Linked DNA regions of Mus musculus: region 2 is linked to region 1. The links are chromatin contacts, called in public Hi-C maps. All regions are on one chromosome and are shown on one strand. The core of a region is the stretch at or near the end of the contact, and the rest is flanking DNA. Distances in the headings are between cores, read along the strand shown.

The links. A called contact is a pair of places that touch in the nucleus more often than the background predicts.
Region 2: a Hi-C map of B cells shows a contact between it and region 1, with 2.4 times the contacts expected there. The contact joins the enhancer-like site here to the promoter of Gpr174 in region 1. A contact is called at or near these places in 1 of 39 promoter capture datasets (the C10 cell line), 1 of 15 datasets of contacts at CTCF or cohesin (CD8 T cells), 11 of 484 Hi-C or Micro-C datasets (B cells, CD4 T cells, the HPC-5 cell line and 6 more), 2 of 115 datasets of contacts at active chromatin or transcription factors (CD8 T cells and memory CD8 T cells) and 4 of 9 other capture datasets (adipose tissue, liver, macrophages and 1 more).

Annotation. Positions count from the first base shown.
Region 1 is chrX:107,254,478-107,257,513 of GRCm38.p6, reverse strand. Gpr174 (G protein-coupled receptor 174) reads right to left here and starts at 1,636. Exons shown (of 5, transcript NM_001358747.1): 1 at 1,398-1,636; 2 at 1,015-1,118.
Region 2 is chrX:107,324,663-107,327,779 of GRCm38.p6, reverse strand. No RefSeq gene overlaps it. Among named protein-coding and RNA genes, the nearest start is that of Gpr174, 70 kb to the right of the region's middle. Within about 2 kb of position 1,514, at least 63 of the 459 cell types and tissues checked have an H3K27ac peak or open chromatin away from gene starts, as enhancers often do. A contact at or near this core is called in B cells, CD8 T cells, Th1 cells and 4 more, where this site is marked.

The sequences.
Region 1 (3,036 bases), core at 387-2,886:
GGTCCAATCCTTGGTCATATTCCACATTCCTCTGCATCCCTTCCCTCACCTCAGATAGGAATTCACCTTTTATTTATTTATTTTTAAATCTCTGGATACAGCTCCTAATAGTTGTATACCAGTGATAGCTTCATATTTGTCTAAAGTCACAAGGCATCTTTCTTTATATTTCCAATCAAGAAAAAAATAAACAAAAAAATTTATAAGCAACGCACTTACATTTTGTAGAAAACAAGTTAATTCAATTATACTGATCAGAAATATAAATTAAACCCTTTTTGTTGTTTTTATTGTACTAGTGTTGCTCTGATAAGTATAGTTTATCTAAAAGAAGCAGAAAAGCTGTGCCTGTTTGTGTTTCTTATTTTCCTCCTCTCACTTTATAAATACATCTTTTCTTCTAGACTGCTCTTTTGATAGTAGAATCTCTCTAAAGTTACTTATAACTATACTTTACTTCTACAATAAAAATATGTAACTCACACAGAGAGGAGAATGAATTCATGCTGCTTAACATCTTGAGATACTGTACTTATCATTTTCGAAAGCATTTTGAAAGAGGCAATGAATCAACTATTTTTTATCTTTCAACAGTTTAAGAAAAAACATCACCAAAATATTATAGCAAAATATAGATGAAAATATCCCCGTATGTTTCTGCAAGTAATCTTTCTTAATGCAAGCTAGGTTAAATTACAAATATTTATAGTCCTATTTTGTCTGGTATCAGTTGTGCTAAATACATTATTACACAAAGAAATATTCCATTTCAAACTTACATTTTACCAAGTTTGAAGCTATATTCTTCTTCCCACCTGAAGCAGACAATCATATAATTATTTTTGCTTGTGCAAATTCCAAGAAAATGACCTTTGTGGATGGTCCAAATTCATTATATTCATAACTATTTAGATCTGACAGATTAGCTAGAACCTGGTGCCAACTGTCCAATTCTAGATATCAAGGGTGAAAGGCATATCAGAGCTAATTATTCATTAACAATTTGGAGCCTACCGTTTCAGTTTCTTTCTCTTTTCTCCAGAAGTCTCCAAAGAATTCATGTGACAGCCACTCCAATGAGGATGCTACTGATCTGTGCATTGATCCAGCTCCGTTTTCTGAAAACAACCAATCCAATCTTCATTTACTCTCCCCCAAAAAAGCAGTGAAGGAGAAGAGGGAGGAAGAGGGAAAGAGGGGGAGGGAGGGAGGAAGAAAGGGAGGGAGGGAGGAAGGGAGGGAAGGAGAGAGAGAGAGAGAGAGAGAGAGAGAGAGAGAGAGAGAGAGAGAGAGAGAGAGAGAGAGAAGAGAGAGAGAGAGAAGAGAGAGAGATGTAACAATAGAAAAATGATGAAGGGAAAAGGGGAAAAGGCAGGTTTAAAAAAGTTCAGGATTACCAAACCACTACCATGTTGGAAAATATGGTAGTGAGTTGTCAGAGTGAAATATGCAAGCTGTTCTGAATACATTGAAGATTTCCGTTTTCAAGTGGGTGAGCAGATCTCTCTCTCCCTCCCTTCCCCTTTCCTCCCTCCTCTCTCTCTCTCTCTCTCTCTCTCTCTCTCTCTCTCTCTCTCTCTCTCTCTCTCTCTCCCTCTCTCTCTCTCTCTCTCTCTCTCTCTCCTTTCTCATTAATGATACAAGGCTATTCAACAGGCTGAACATAGTGCCTGCAAAGCTTCATATTTAGCAGAAGAAACACTCCTTTCTAATTATAGGGTCACACAGAATTGTCTTCTAGTTTTGTGGTTGCACTGAGCTTTGAGTCTGAGATAACACTGAGACTGTTAACTGAGTCATTTGCAGAAGAAGCTAGGTGCCTTCTGGTCCCTTTTATAGATACCAGACCAACACAACCTTCAGTATGATGCCTTTCCCCAGCTCTGCACTTTTGTTTCAGTATTTAAATGGACATTTCTCTAAGTATACGGTAGATTCTAATAGTAAATGTCAGGGAGAGAATGATCTCTGCCTAGAACATTCCTAAATATACAAGCCTGTGACATTGACACTGAAATAAATACTCTACTTCTTAAGAGATATTTTGAATTATAATCACCTTTTAACTTCCTGTTCACCATTCTTTGTTTTCCTCAGTGTCCCTGTGATCAGAAAGTGTAGATAGGCCTCCATTTCCTCCTAGTGGTTAGAGAATTTCCAGTCAAATGGGGCCAGTTTTATGTAAAATATAGACAGTTCCTCAGGTTCTTGAGGATGATGTTCCAAGGAATGTAAGCCCAGTATCTAAGCCCAGCGCCACACTTCATGAAGCATCAAACACTTTCCACACCAACATGGGAAGATGAGGAGGAGGAAATCTGCAAACCCTGACTAGTCATTCCATATCAGAGCAAACAAAGTTTCCACTTAAGCCATAAGAGAGATGAAGGCTAGTGCAAGTTCAGTCTCAGGCTTGAACATAACCTGTATGGTGTAGTTTAGGGAGTGTGTGAAGGCCTTCTGCCTCAAAGGACTCTTATACTGAGCTTGAGAGATTAGTTGGTCTTCTGGAAGTAAACATTTCTGAGATCTTGATTTTAAATTTTTAATGCTCAAAAATAGAAAAATAGTCTTATTAAGAAACTTTGGTGAATATATTAATTCAAACTAGAAAGAAATTTGTAGCAGGAGTGGGATATATTATAAACCTAGAGACAGACCAATGGGAAAACTGATCTGCTCAAGACTTGTTACAATGCCAATGATCTCTAGTGTCAAATATATATATAGGGATAGAATTTCAGTATATATATATATATATAGGAGTAATCAAAATATGCATTAACCAAGATATGGGTACAGAAGAATGAAATATGTTACCCCTACTTTAGCTTTTTACTTTGTATTCTGGGATCTGGGATGCCATAAGGGATACTTTTCTTGTTTATTTAAAGTGGATTTTCCACAGCAATGATCTCAGCCCTCCCATAGGCTTACTTCATTCTATTCTAGACATACTGAATCCTTGCTATGTGTAAACACAGTAGATCAAAAAGAGGTGGGGAGAACAAAATGGTGAGCAAAGGATGGGAGGTA
Region 2 (3,117 bases), core at 265-2,764, 70 kb before region 1:
ATAAAAATAGAAAAAATTTCTAGCAGAATTAATTGCCTGTCTCTAGGTTTTCATTTTATCTGTAACTTTACTGTATTTCCTTGGTAAGTATTGAAATGAAAATGTAAACATGCTTAGTTCACACATTTCCAATTTCCTTGAGTGTAATTTTTGAAGAAAAAAATTGATGAAAAGTGATAAGATTTTTCTTGTCCAGAGTTACCTTTAAGAAGGGACATGACAATTTGTAGAGGCTCCACCAGCTGAGGAAAAATTCACTGGGCAAAACATACTAAGAAATAAACAAGAAATTATAGAAATTGGAAAGGAAACCTGAAAAAGTGGAAATGATGTCAATACAATATGCAAGTGTAAGATTATAAAAGTAAAAATATACTTTATTCTGGCAACAGCAAACTGTACACTAGCAGTCAAAACTTGGTTTTAGCCCTTTGTAGGATACAGGATTGTTTCTCTGTGGCAGGGCATAATAACTAAGACGAAACCAGGAAAACGTGGTTGAAGTAGTGCTATCCAAAAAAGATTCTGAACATCACTTTTCTCTTTTTGAAGAAGTACATTCCAATGTATGCTCCAGACCATGCATTGTTTTAACAGTTAATGACTAAAGCCAAAGGAATAGTCTGCTGCTGAATAGTTTGTTATAAAGTTTTCATTGCGTCAGTAAATAATGATGGCTTTTAAACACGCCTATTTACACTAACTTTAAATATAAAAGATCTCCAATATCTTACATCCAACTTACCTATCCACAGACAAAAGACAGTATCAAAAACCCAAACAATCAAACAAACAAAAAACCAAAACAACAAAAGGTTCCACCAGATGTAGTAGAGGAAAACAAAACCTCAAGATAGATTAGTACTCAACTTTTTCCTCCTGTACTCATACTCAGAGTCATTATTAATTGTAGTGGCTAAAAGCCCCAACCTTGGTAGATTGTCTGGGGTCAAAAATTGATTTTCATTTTTTTCCCAGTTGTGACTTCTGTCAAGTTGTACAATGTTTATGCCTCTATTTTTTTTATCTGTAAAATGTAATGATAGACCCTCCCCCCCCCAACTCATAAGTTTGATGATTGTACGCCTTTCACACACAGAATTTTTCATCATGAAATCAGGTTTCACCTGTGTCTGGGATAATTTTTATTTGATTACATTGAATTTAAAGAAATCCTTCCACACTTGTGCATTTGTTTATTCAGGGAGGTGTGCGTAACCCATTATATTTTCTATTCTGGGTATGTACAAATACTTTAGAGAGTGAAAAAGGAGGTCGATGAGAAGAGAAGAGAAGAGAAGAGAAGAGAAGAGAGGAGAGGAGAGGAGAGGAGAGGAGAGGAGAGGAGAGGAGAGGAGAGGAGAGGAGAGGAGAGGAGAGGAGAGGAGAGGAGAGGAAGTCTCATGACTTAAGTTTTCATTGATTTTTTTTTAGACTTCTTCAGTGTATTCACAGACTCCCACACAATATCTACCACCTTCCCCTGTGGGTCCCCAGAGACCCAAAGCCAGAGCATAAAAGCAAGCGCTTTCATTTTGCACTTGTGGAACAGTCAAGCACCACCCCCACCCAACAGCCCAAGACATAAAACAGTTGCTCCTCCTTTCTTCTTTCTTTTTCCATTTTTGCCTTGCTTCCTGTAGATCACTGTGTGTGTGCGCGCGCGTGTGTGTGTGTGTGTGTGTGTGTGTGTGTGTGTGTGTGTGTTTCTTTCTTTTTATTTTTAGATTTGTAACTCCTAGGAGTCTTTCAGGTAATGTCTCATTACATTAAAAAAAATGCAAACCTAAACCCTGCTGCATACATAGAAGGCAGATAAGCCATGCCTGTTAGACACATGGTACAACACCTCACAGCTGCCGCAAGCGAGACCTGTGTTCTTGTTTGAATGTGGTTAAGCTGGGAAACTGAAGTGTGGGTGTCTTTGGAAACAGCCGCTTAAGAGATCTTGAGATGAGACATACAGAAACCAACTCACAAAAGAGTTGTTCTAGCTCTGGCTTTCTTCTTCAATGACAAATGACATGTTTTTGTGTATGTCAAGTGGTCATTCTGACTAAAAGTCAACTTTAAACTCTTCCCCCAACAGACTCATCCCCTTGATTTAATGCTTTTCCCTTAATGAAGTTGTGTGGTTCTAAGGATTCTGTGTGTTAAGCAGATTTTGCTGGCTGCAGCCTGCATCAACACACTTATCTCTAGAAAAACACCATTATCTTTGCACATAAACCTTTAAAAGTAGTCACCACATTTCTTTGGTAGTACAAGGAAACTTCTGATTTGGCCAAAACACAGGAGAGGAAAAACAATAGTCATGTAGTTAAGAACTTCTTTTTGAGTTCTGGTTTAACTAAGCACTAGCACTAACTAAGGTGTTCCCTCAGGCCACCTGCTAGGCTCAGACAGACTGCCAAGGATCTTAATTACAGCTCAGATCACTAGTAGTTGTTTGTACAAATAAGTAGTGTACTGGAAATTTTACTTAATTTCCTTTTTGTATCAATATTTTTCTTTTTATAAAATTTTTATAGCAATAGGCCATACATCTTATGTGGCCATGTGGAAATTTAATGAATTATGATATATTTGGTCCAAAGCAGGATAGTAAGGTTTAAATATTAAATACTACCACCACTGTTATCTTGTTCTTCTTCATAATCATGATCATCATCTTTATCACTATCCAGTGTAGGCAAATAACTTTTATTCTCTATTTTGGAATTATTTCTAAATTGATGAGTATGAGGTTTAAATATTTCAAAAAATTCTGATATACCAGTTTCCAGGGAACATGGTTGCCTCTAGAGTACCATAAGAAATCATGGGTGACAATAAATGCTTATAGGTGATTACAGACTTATGGAAGCTAGCAAGTAAGTGTATGCTCCTTTCATGGGCTGATGTGAACTTTAAAGCAAAATCCACATCATTTATTTCACACCTATATCAGAGTAAATGAGTGTCTGTATTACTAAAATTTCTTCACCAATTGTTTTTTATTGTTTATTTTATTGATTTACATTTCAAATGTTATTTCCCTTCCCAGTTTCCTATCCACAAACTCCCTATCCCCTCCCCTGCTTCTATGAGGGTGCTCTCCATCCACCCATCCACTCC